Linked DNA regions of Sus scrofa: regions 1 and 2 are each linked to region 3. The links are chromatin contacts, called in public HiChIP or PLAC-seq maps. All regions are on one chromosome and are shown on one strand. The core of a region is the stretch at or near the end of the contact, and the rest is flanking DNA. Distances in the headings are between cores, read along the strand shown. Region 1 overlaps AGPS (alkyldihydroxyacetonephosphate synthase, peroxisomal). Region 2 overlaps NFE2L2 (nuclear factor erythroid 2-related factor 2). Region 3 overlaps NFE2L2 (nuclear factor erythroid 2-related factor 2).

Region 1 (3,625 bases), core at 833-3,332, 74 kb before region 3:
AAGCTGCATCTATGACCTACACCACAGCTCACAGCAACACCGGACCCTTAGCCCAACTGAGTGAGACTAGGGATTGAACCCGCATCCTCATGGATACTAGCTGGATTTGTTTCCACTGTGCCACAAAGGGAACTCCTTACTTCAATTAAAAAAAAAAAAAAAAAAAAAAAAGCCAAAAGAAACAAAGATGTACTCACTGAGAAGTATTCTAATTCTCCATAATTCTCAAGGAAGAAAATGACAACTGACAAGCAAACCTTTTATTACAATCATAATTCCCTTCCAGTTCAAAGACTTTTCAAACAAGGAGAACACTAAAACAATGAACCAAATACAGTCATTAACTGTGTAATGAAATCCCCATGTATACATAAAATTAAGAAAAAAGAAACTAGAAATGCTCTCTTTAAAATTAGTTTCAGAGTTCCCCAGTAGCTCAGCAGGTTAAGGATCCAGTGTAGTTACTGCAGTGGCTCGGGGTCAACCTCAGCCTGGGAACTTCCACTTGCTTTAGGCGCCACCAAAAAAAAAAAAAAATTAGTTTGTTATCAATAAATACTATAGTCCCTATACAAAAACAAACTGTAAAACACCTTAAACAGTATCAAATCCAGAGCATTGGAACTGTAGATGAGCCTGCTTTAAAACATTGCTCAATGTTTTCTTCTAATAATCACATTCCAGTTGCAGTATGCTGAAAAACAAAGAGATTTACAAACTTAAGACTCTTGAACTTAAATTGTTGAGTTGGGTAATAAAGAACTTCAAAATTCTGCCTAAAATATGGGCCTTGCCATATTAATACCAACTATTAGAGGCTTTCCAGAAGTTGAAATGCAGGCATTTGTAACACATTTGTATCTCCAAAAAAAATGCAATGTTGCTTAAATAGTGTATAGTAAAAATCTAAGTTACCCCCAAACGAATCTTCTGACATTTTCTTTTTTTGTTTTTTGCTGTTTTTGTTTTTTAGGGCTGAGGCTAGCAATCTAATCCAAGCTGCAGCTGCCGGCCTACACCACAGCCACAGCAACATGGGATCCGTGGGATCCAAGCCACGTCTGTGACCTATACTGCAGCTCAGGTCAATGCCACATCCTTAACCCACTGCTAGGGGCTAGGGATCAAAGCCACATTCTCATGGATACTAGTCAGGTTCGTTACCCACAATGCAAACTCCCAAGACTTTCAAAGTACCCCATATGTTAAATAAATAGTAGGCAAATTTCCTAGGCTTCCGGTTTTAAACTTTTATATACACGTATCCCCTCAAATTACTAACATTTTCTATGACTGTTAAACACAATTATGTGATTATATTAAGCTTTAACTTCTTATATAGAAGAATGTAATGAGTACACTAAGGGGCATCATAGTACTAACATTTCAAAAATTAGAGTAAAACTTTACATGGTCATAGAATTCTAAAGCTACAGAGGTTCTCAGAAGCCATTCAGTTCAATTGCTCATTTTTCAGATGAAGAAACTTGTACCCAGAGAAGTGCTAACCTAGTTGTATCAGAAAACGATCTCCCAGTCTTGTCATTCTTACTCTTTAGAGAGGAATATCTGAAACTCACTATGTCATGCTCTTAGGTAACCAAAATGATTTAAAGGAACCTTTTCTTCATCACATTACTATTTTTCTAAGCACTACTACGTGTTATTATTATAGTCATTCTTCCGGAAGTGACGGAAAGGAAAATATTTAAAAATCAAGGAATTTGGTTATGTCAGGAAGCACAATGATTTGTATTCCCTTTATCTGTAAGACTATGAATTTAATTGTGCTACTCAGAATAAGGATCCCACAAGCACTGAAGATTCAAATAATTCAATTCTCAACTAACCATACAGTTCAATTAACCAGACTGATCTCTCAGATTTTTCAATTCTTAGAACAAAACACATGACGACCCCTCCAATCAAGTGAAAAAAAAAAAAAAAAAAACTGGATTGATTTTACCACACACACACACCAAAAAACTCCAATGTTTTACACATTTATACATCTGGCCACAGTACCAAATAGTGAAAAAACGTATTATATCTGGCATAACCAAAAAAAAAAAAAAAAGAGAAAGACATAAAATAGCATCACATACACACAAGGTGGCAGTATTCTCCTATGATATACATACTCAGTAGTATGTATTTCACAGTGCTGTTGTTTCAACAATTTTAACAGAAATTTTAGATTTAGCATTATTTTTATGAAAATCATGGAGTTATTCTATTCTTAAAATAGGAAAATTTCACTTTTAAGTCTGTACAAATTACAAATATTATTCTATTATTAGATTAATATCCTCTAAAAGTGATAAGCTGCAAGCATCCTGATATGAATGTATACTTCCTTTGATTACTATTTCTAATCATATTTTTCATTAGAAAATAAAGAAAAATTTGCTTTGAGCTATTTTTATTTGGGTTAGCAATTTAAAAAAAACTTCAGCTAACTGATAACTTAAAAAAAGGATCTTTTTCCAAAACAATCCCAATAATCAAAATTCTAACAAAGATACATCACTACTCAGTTCAGATGAAAACCAAATTTTTATCTATATTTTCCTATTTTAAACAATAAGAAAAAGAGCATATGATTTCAGGGCTTTTGAAAAATAAAAACTAAAGTATGAAACCTAAGCTCCAATGCTGATTTCTAATTAACCAAGCTCGGTATCAGTTAAATTCAAATTAATTCCATACATATGTAGAAGTTAAAAATTTTCTTTAAATCTTTCAAGGGTATTTTTGGTGCTGATTAAAATCCTTACTATCTGGTTATGTGCTTAATGCTTTAAGATCCAAATAATCCAAAGAAAATCATGAAAGTGAAGTAAAAAATAAAAGTGATGAGAAAGGGAGTTCCTTGGTGGCTCAGCAGGTTGGGGATCCAGCAGTTATCATTGCTTGTGGCTGAGGTCACTGCTGTTTAATCCCTGTCCTGGGAACTTCAGCATGCCAAGGGTGTGAACAAGAACAACAAATAGATGAGAAAGATACCAAGATTTGATAAATAAAATAAATATTTCCTTGAAAAGACATGCTACAAAAAATTCCTATAAATAAAATAATATTCCTACTAGCTTTTTTATTTTAAAAAAACTAGGAACTCGAAGCTGAGTTCCCATTAGAAATGCAAAGGCCTAATGAGGGATGAAATCTGCAGAATACTGTTTAATTCTAAATTTAATTTAAAACATACATGCTTTAAAGTACATTTAAAGTTATTTCTAAAGACTTAATGGCAAAACTCCTATACCGCTATTTACAATGCTTACTGTCTTTTTTCTTTTTTTTTTTTTGTCTTTTTACCTTTTCTAGGGCCGCTCACCCAGTTATGGAGATTCCCAGGCTAGGGGTCTAATTGGAGCCATAGCCACTGACCTACGCCAGAGCCACAGCAACACCAGATCCAAGCCACGTCTGCGACCTACACCACAGCTCACGGGAATGCCGGATCCTTCACCCACTGAGCAAGGCCAGGGATCGAACCCACAACCTCATGGTTCCTAGTCGGATTTGTTAACCACTGTGCCATGACGAGAACTCCCAATGCTTAGTTTCTTGATCTAACAGTAGAATTAATTCATTTCAAAAAGTTGTTAATCTAAGTAGCTTA
Region 2 (3,523 bases), core at 336-2,835, 120 kb after region 3:
AGCCGAGGCAGTCTGGAGAACATGGAGGAGAGATGTGTCCGAGCGGCCCCCAGGAGCACGAACAAGTATTTGGGTTTCTCTATTGTAGATCTTCCGAAGAACTCAATGTGCTTTCCATGTCAGTTTTTTAGGGGATAGAACAGGTACTGCTTACTTTGAGACACTGGAGTTCAACTGAGACTGCATGAATATGCTTTTAATTTGTAGCGCTAGCATTTGTTAAGTAGGGGCGAGTATGCTCTGTCTCCTTAGCACCTGAGTCCGTTAGCTCCAGTTTGGAGAAGGGCCCTGGAGAAGGGCCCAGACAAGATACTCAGCTATATCTTGATTCACTTAGAAGAGATGGCTCCCAACCTAATTAGAATTTTAAAGTAGGTTTCTCTTTATATCTTTGACCTTTCTGTTGGGCCTTTGGGTAAACATGTCCATTAAAATGGAAACAAATTATGTTTAAAATGGGAATTCTGCTCACGGTTTTTTTAAAGTGGGGAGTCCCCTGAGAAGATAGCCATGTATGACTGAATGCTCTATGATTTCTATTTTTTTACTGTTGCCAGGAAAATAAGCCAGGGGATATTTGCTCTATACAGCCTTCTGTAAAGTGACCACTTCTTCACACCACCAAGATGTCAAGGCAAAGTCTGTATATACAACGGTTTTTATATCCTGTCCAATTTAGGAACCATCATCCAGTGATCGGGTTTCATATTTTTAGTGTAGGCTAATGGTTAAAAAAGCCTGAGTCCAGGTTTGAGGCTGCCTGGCACTTTCTAGTAGTATCTCTTCTTTTTAAACCTCAATACGCTTATCTGTAAAACAGGGATACATGTTATCTTTATGTGATTTTCATGGTTTGTATATCTAAAGTATTTAGAACAATGCTTGGGATGTACAGAAAGCCAGTTCTCAAGAGCTACAGATACTGTTTTAACTATACCTACTGTTGTGTGCTTTGTACTGTATATTAACTGTTTAAAGCTAGATTAACGAACCTCATGAGCAGGGTTTTCACAGCATCTGAGATTCTAACACCAACTTTCAATCAAGTGGTTTCTACAGTCCAGTTGGCTGGGAGGTCTGTTCAGCCTTTATTGGGAGAAATAGCCTGACTGCTCACTGCAGCAACAGCCATGCTGTTTTTGTCCTTCGGAGCCTGAAAGTAGTAGAGCTGTGGATGCATTGGCTGTCTGATGCTGCCAGCCATGATCAGAACCGCGGCACAAAGTTTGATGTTTGTGCTTGCTGTGTCTACCAATTCCCTTTTAAGAGTCCCCTCATATCTTAAATGTCAATACCTTTCATCCTTCCTTGGAGCATGTGTGGTTTGTTATTATTAAGAGGATCACTTACTGTTTCTCAAGAGTGAGGCTAGTGGACACTGCTCCTTTCTCAATTCTTTGGAGAATCTCTTGCCTTACCCACACATCATATTACCATTTGCTAGGACTTAACTAATTTGTTCATACCCCAGGAGCTAAAAGTCAAAGCAAGAGGGAATGTTTGTATTTTTCACTTTCAGCATATAGAGTTCCCAAGCCAGGGATCAGATCTGAACCACAGTCATGACCTAAGCTGTGGCTGCAGCAATGCTGGATCCTTAACCCAGTGCTCCCAAGATGCCGCCCATTAAGTTTCGCCACAGTGGGAACTACAAGACGAAATGGTTTTTTTGTTTTGCTTTCTGTTTTTGTCTTTTTAGGGCCACAGCCAAGGCATGTGGAAGCTCCCAGGCTAGGGGGCAAAGCAGAGCTGTGGCTGCCGGCCTTCGCCACAGCAATACAGATCCAAGCCATGTCTGCAACCTACACCACAGCTCATGGCAACACTGGATCCTTAACCCACTGAGTGAGGCCAAGGATTAAACCTGCGAACTCATGGTTCGTTAACCGCAGAGCCACAACGGGAACTCCCAAAATGGTTTTTAATAATATAAAAGTTAGTAAAAAGAAAGGACAGAAAAAAGATAATCAACTGTAGGAAAGAGCAAAAGAATATTTCACAACTGCTAGACTGACTGACTGCTAGTCTTTAACTTGGATTCTTCCCCCACTCCTGTAAATTGGCTATTTGCTGAGCAAGTTTAGAAAAATTCCACCTATTCAATCATGTTTTCCAAACACCGTTTCTCATAATAAACCAGTGCTTGGTGTGTATGCACTGATTTTTATATCCTGTTAAACAAGGGTGGGATTTAACTCAACGTTTATGTGCAAAATTTGTTACTTTGCTTTTAGTGGTCTCTGCTGTACCCAAATTGTTAATAAGCCAATAAGTGATTAATGGATGGCTGTGTAAGTGGTTTTTAAAAAAATGAATAGACACAGGGAGTTCCTACTGTGGCACATCGGAAACGAATCCAACTATCCATGAGGCTGCGGGTTTGAGCCCTGCCTGTGCTCAGCGGGTCAGGGATTCGACGTTGTGGGAAAGCTGTGGTGTAGGTCAAAGACATGGCTCGGATCCTGCCTTGCTGTGGCTGTGGTGAAGGCTGGCAGCTACAGCTCCGGTTCCACCTCTAGCATGGCAACCTCCATATGCTGCAGGTGCAGCCCCAAAAGCAAAATACTACTACTACGATAAAATGAATTAAGTGATCTGTGTTTCCATTCAGATTTTGTTATCTCCCTACCCGCCACCATCAGCAATGACAGTGTAAATTATGTGGTATCCGCCATTTAAAAACCATTTTAATTCCCCCAAACCTTGGCCCCCAGCCACAGTGGTCAACCTTCTCTGCCACTGAAATCAGCTGGAGCCACTGAATCAGTTGAACAACTAAATCCCATTAATTAGAACAGAGGAGATAGAACTGACTTCTTTTCGGCCTAATGTAATGAGAAAACAAATGTGAAGCTGGTGCAGAAATTAACACTGTAAATTAAATATACATCAATTAAAAATAAAACTAAATTTTTAACTATGGCCTCTCTCCTTCTTTTTCTGTTTTAAACACAGGACATGGATTTGATTGACATACTTTGGAGGCAAGATATAGACCTTGGAGTAAGTCGAGAAGTATTTGACTTCAGTCAACGACGGAAGGAGCATGAGCTGGAAAAACAGAGAAAACTTGAGAAGGAAAGACAAGAACAACTCCAAAAGGAGCAAGAGAAAGCCTTTTTCGCTCAGTTACAACTAGATGAAGAGACAGGCGAATTCCTCCCAATTCAGCCAGCACAACACATCCCGTCAGAAACCAGTGGATCTGCCGACTATTCCCAGGTACAGGGTACTTGGTTCTTGGGAAGGTGCATGGCAGGGTTTAAAGAACAAATAGCGACTCAGGAGTTAAAACATCTGAATTTGAGTTCCAGCTTTGCCTTTTACTGTTAACAACCTTAATAAGTCAACTTCCCAACCTTGGCCTCCTGATGAAGTTCAAGCCTTGACTGACCTACCTCAGAGTATAAGGATTAGGACATAAATTACATGAAGAGAGATTTATAAACTGTAAAAACATCACGTAATTTGAACATTTGAGATATTGAAACATTTAATCAACACAGTATATGAATTAATTGCC
Region 3 (3,563 bases), core at 120-2,619:
CTGAAAAAATTGGTGGTCAATTGATCCAAGACTTGTAATTTGCTGGGAGATGGGACAGAAGGACCAAGCACCAAGGAAATTGACAGTGCAATGAAAAAAAAATGTTCGAAGTGATAGGCAATGGCACTAGGCTCAACAGTGATAGAAACGAGCCAGGAAGGCACTGATAGATTGGGAGGAGGAGTAGAAGAGAGGCCAAGAAATAGGAGATTTTGAAATGGTGAAGAGTAAGTAAGAAAACTAGCATGCTAAGAAACAGAAGATATAGAATAGAGAGGGAACCATGTGTAGGTTTGCAGAGAGTAGGAATCCACGGACTCCAGGACTTAAGAGGAAAACAGACCTAGAAAGGAGAGGGTCCCCTTCTCCCTCTGAAATGAGAGGGAAGGAGAAAAGGAATTATCTTGTGTAAATATTTCTTGGCAGAGAATACGCAGAAAGAGGAGGCTCAAGTTATGGAGTCTTGATCTCTTCCATCCTACAAGATGAGAACAACGTGCAGGAGGTGCCATTGTAGCTTGAGGGCAGTAGGAAAGATGTAGAAAAGGAGGGGGGAAGGTATCTATCTTTTTTTTTTTTTTTTTTTTTTTTTTTTTTTGGTCTTTTTAGGGACGCACCCATGGCATGTGGAAATTCCCAGGCTAGGGATCAAATTGGAGCTACAGCTGCTGGCCTACACCTCAGCCACAGCAACTCGGGATTCAAACTGCATCTGCAACCTACACCACAGCTTACTGCAATGCCAGATCCTTAACCCACTGAGTGAGGCCAGGGATCAAACCCACATCCTCATGGATACTAGTCAGCTTAATTACTGCTGAGCCGCAATGGGAACTCCCGGAAGGCATCTATCTTGATTGAAAAATCCAGCGATTGCCTGTTGGTGGTGAGGGCTCAGCTGGAATGGTCAGCTGACATTGGTTTGGATCAGATTTCTAAATTTTCCCCAGCAACATCTTCTGCTTTAAAGCAGAAACAGAAAGTGCATACATGGTAGATTTCATTTGGGATGGGGAATACGAAAACAGGAGGCCATGAATGGCCAAAGGGATGAGGGCAGTAATCAGGATTATTGCTAAAATCATTAACACTCATAACATGCTAAGAGGAAGACACTTGAAGGCTGATGGGTCCCTTGTGCTCTGAGAACAGTGGAGGGCAGGGAGGGGTAGGGCTCACAGCAAGGAGGACAGAGTTCAATGGTCCTGATAAAAGTAACACCCGAATCTTTTAGATATTTTCCCCATAAAATAAAAAGGTGAATGCCCCTTTAAATCATTAACTAAATCAGCATTCAGATCTGGGCAGTCTCTCCCAGGTTGGGCTGTTTTTCTTAGCCAGGAATTGATAAGCTTCTTTGAACCCTCCAGGGCAAGTGAGGCATGATCCCTCTTCCCTGTCTGGACAAGCTTGATCTGGCCTCCTGCCTCCTGCTAAAGCAGGCCTGAGGTATGTGCCAGGATTCTGTGTCTTAGACTAATTATCACATTCCAGAATGCTCTGGGCTCCTCTGATATACCCTTTCAGCTTTTAGAGGGCCCTGTTCTGACCCTCCCTGGCTGTGCCCCTCACCACAGGATGAAAAGACTGGGACCAAGAGAATACTCCCATCAGAACTCACATCAGTTCCCTCTAGACCACACTCCGAGTACCTTGGACCACTTCGGAGCATTTCCTAGCCCCAGTGCTCCAAGCCCAATTTCCAGGCCTGCCTACACTTCCTTCCTGGTTCTCTCCTCTCAAGGGCAGACATGCCAACAGTACACCCACTCTTCAGCATGAGGGTTGCCAGGGGATGTGTGGATGTGTGGTCTGGGGCAGCCACACTCCTGCATGAGAGGCTTTTCTTGGTCAGAGCCAGGGATGGGAAGAGAAGAGAAGAGGGGCAGCTGCAGCCTGGAGTCCAGCAAACCCCATGCCTCTATGTCCTATTGCAGGACTCCAAAAAGTTCAAGAATTACACATTAAAACTTGTTCTTCGGATCATTAGGAAGATAGGGTTATCGAGTTAGGAAAATAGAACATTTTATTTGTAACTTTTACATAGTTAGATATGGGATCTAGACCTCCATTTGTACTTTCCCTCGGCCCCACAAATGTCAGGGGCAGCCGTGGTTCTTGCAGTGTATTATTTGTCTGTTGTGAAGAATAGATCTTCAAAAATTATTATACTAGGTTTATTTGACATTTATTTAGGTCCAAATTGTGTCCCAGGATGGTTAAAAATAAAAATCCATTTAAAATCCTTTTTGGATTTCTCTAAAGTTTTGGTAGCCTAAGCCCTTTCCCTAATTTTTTTTTTTTTTTTTTTTTTTTTTTTTTTTTTTTTTTGTCTTTTTAGGGCCACACTAGTGGCATATGGAGGTTCCCAGGCTAGGGGTCTAATCAGAGCTATAGCTTCAGCCTACACCACAGCCACAGCAGTGCCAGATTGGAGCCGCATCTAGGAACTACACCACAGCTAACAGCAATGCCGATCCTCAACCCACTGAGTGAGGCCGGGGATTGAACTCACAACCTCATGGTTCCCAGTTGGATTTGTTTCCACTGTGCCACGACAGGAACTCCCCCTTTCCCTAATTTTTGATATCATTTTATGTCATTTGATAGAATATGTTTCCTTGGAGTTCCCCTTGTGGCTCAGCAGAAATGAATCTGACTAGTATCCATGAGGATGCAGGTTCGATCTCTGGCCTTGCTATTGACCCTTAGAAACTGAGCGTAGGCCAACAGCTTACAGCTCCGATTCGACCCCTAGCCTGGGGACCTCCATATGCTGCAGGTGTGGCCCTAAAAAGACAAAAAAAAAAAAAAAAAAAAAAAAGAACATGTTTCCTTGTTTTACTAATGTCCATATTTAAGCACAGAAAGAATCTGTAAATGTTTATCCTACTGTGGCTGTCAAGGTACATAGCTCAGCCTTGAATATAAGCCCCAGCAGGTAAACACTGGAACATGTCTTCAGTATATCCCTTGTGATTTTGTGGATGTTATGTATTACATCTTTTTCTTACGTTCCAGGTGCTTACTGATACATTAAATCTGAATGATGTTAAATTTGAGGCCTGTCCTGCAAATCCATGCCTTATACCTTCATTTTCATTATTAGATCTTAATTATAGGAGTAGAATCAGGTAAAGCTGAAAATATCTGGTTATTAAACTGAGAGAAGGGAGAGGAGATGGCCTCTGGATTGCCAGACAGAGTGCACTATTCTCATTCCATTTGCACCTTGAGACAAGCCTTCTACTACATCTTGAATTTCGGAATGAGATATGACCCTTTGAGTGAATCTGTGCTAGGACCTTCCAATAGTGGTTTACAATCTGCCGACCAATCTCAGTGCTTTATTTGGGGGATATCAATGTGAGAAGTGGGAGGCTCAGTTTCTAAGGGTCAAGAGACCATCTAGGCTTGAGAAGATCTATGATTAATGGAGAGCTATGATTAAGTAGGTGCTTAAATGACACAAGGCAGATTTATTAATTGATAGTATTAGAGTTGTTTCTACTTTTTAGATGTTATGAATAGTGATGCTATGAGCATATGTATAAAAGATTTTA

What was found. HiChIP or PLAC-seq counts read pairs in DNA pulled down with a chosen protein or histone mark.
Region 1: an H3K27ac HiChIP or PLAC-seq map of alveolar macrophages shows a contact between it and region 3. The contact joins two enhancer-like sites. A contact is called at or near these places in 1 of 5 promoter capture datasets (liver), 20 of 47 Hi-C or Micro-C datasets (adipose tissue, alveolar macrophages, embryonic fibroblasts and 11 more) and 2 of 2 datasets of contacts at active chromatin or transcription factors (alveolar macrophages and skeletal muscle).
Region 2: an H3K27ac HiChIP or PLAC-seq map of alveolar macrophages shows a contact between it and region 3. The contact joins two enhancer-like sites. A contact is called at or near these places in 4 of 47 Hi-C or Micro-C datasets (embryonic fibroblasts, epiblast stem cells, fibroblasts and 1 more) and 2 of 2 datasets of contacts at active chromatin or transcription factors (alveolar macrophages and skeletal muscle).

What each region holds. Positions count from the first base shown.
Region 1 is chr15:83,174,903-83,178,527 of Sscrofa11.1, reverse strand. The region is part of intron 1 of AGPS (alkyldihydroxyacetonephosphate synthase, peroxisomal); the gene reads right to left. Among named protein-coding and RNA genes, the nearest start is that of NFE2L2, 31 kb to the right of the region's middle. Within about 2 kb of position 2,082, at least 5 of the 83 cell types and tissues checked have an H3K27ac peak or open chromatin away from gene starts, as enhancers often do. A contact at or near this core is called in alveolar macrophages, where this site is marked.
Region 2 is chr15:82,977,388-82,980,910 of Sscrofa11.1, reverse strand. NFE2L2 (nuclear factor erythroid 2-related factor 2) reads left to right here. Exons shown (of 7, transcript XM_021075131.1): 4 at 2,956-3,222. The coding sequence starts at 2,959. Among named protein-coding and RNA genes, the nearest start is that of HNRNPA3, 21 kb to the right of the region's middle. Within about 2 kb of position 1,585, at least 2 of the 83 cell types and tissues checked have an H3K27ac peak or open chromatin away from gene starts, as enhancers often do. A contact at or near this core is called in alveolar macrophages, where this site is marked.
Region 3 is chr15:83,099,852-83,103,414 of Sscrofa11.1, reverse strand. All of the region lies in intron 2 of NFE2L2 (nuclear factor erythroid 2-related factor 2), which reads left to right. Among named protein-coding and RNA genes, the nearest start is that of AGPS, 44 kb to the left of the region's middle. Within about 2 kb of position 1,369, at least 14 of the 83 cell types and tissues checked have an H3K27ac peak or open chromatin away from gene starts, as enhancers often do. A contact at or near this core is called in alveolar macrophages, where this site is marked.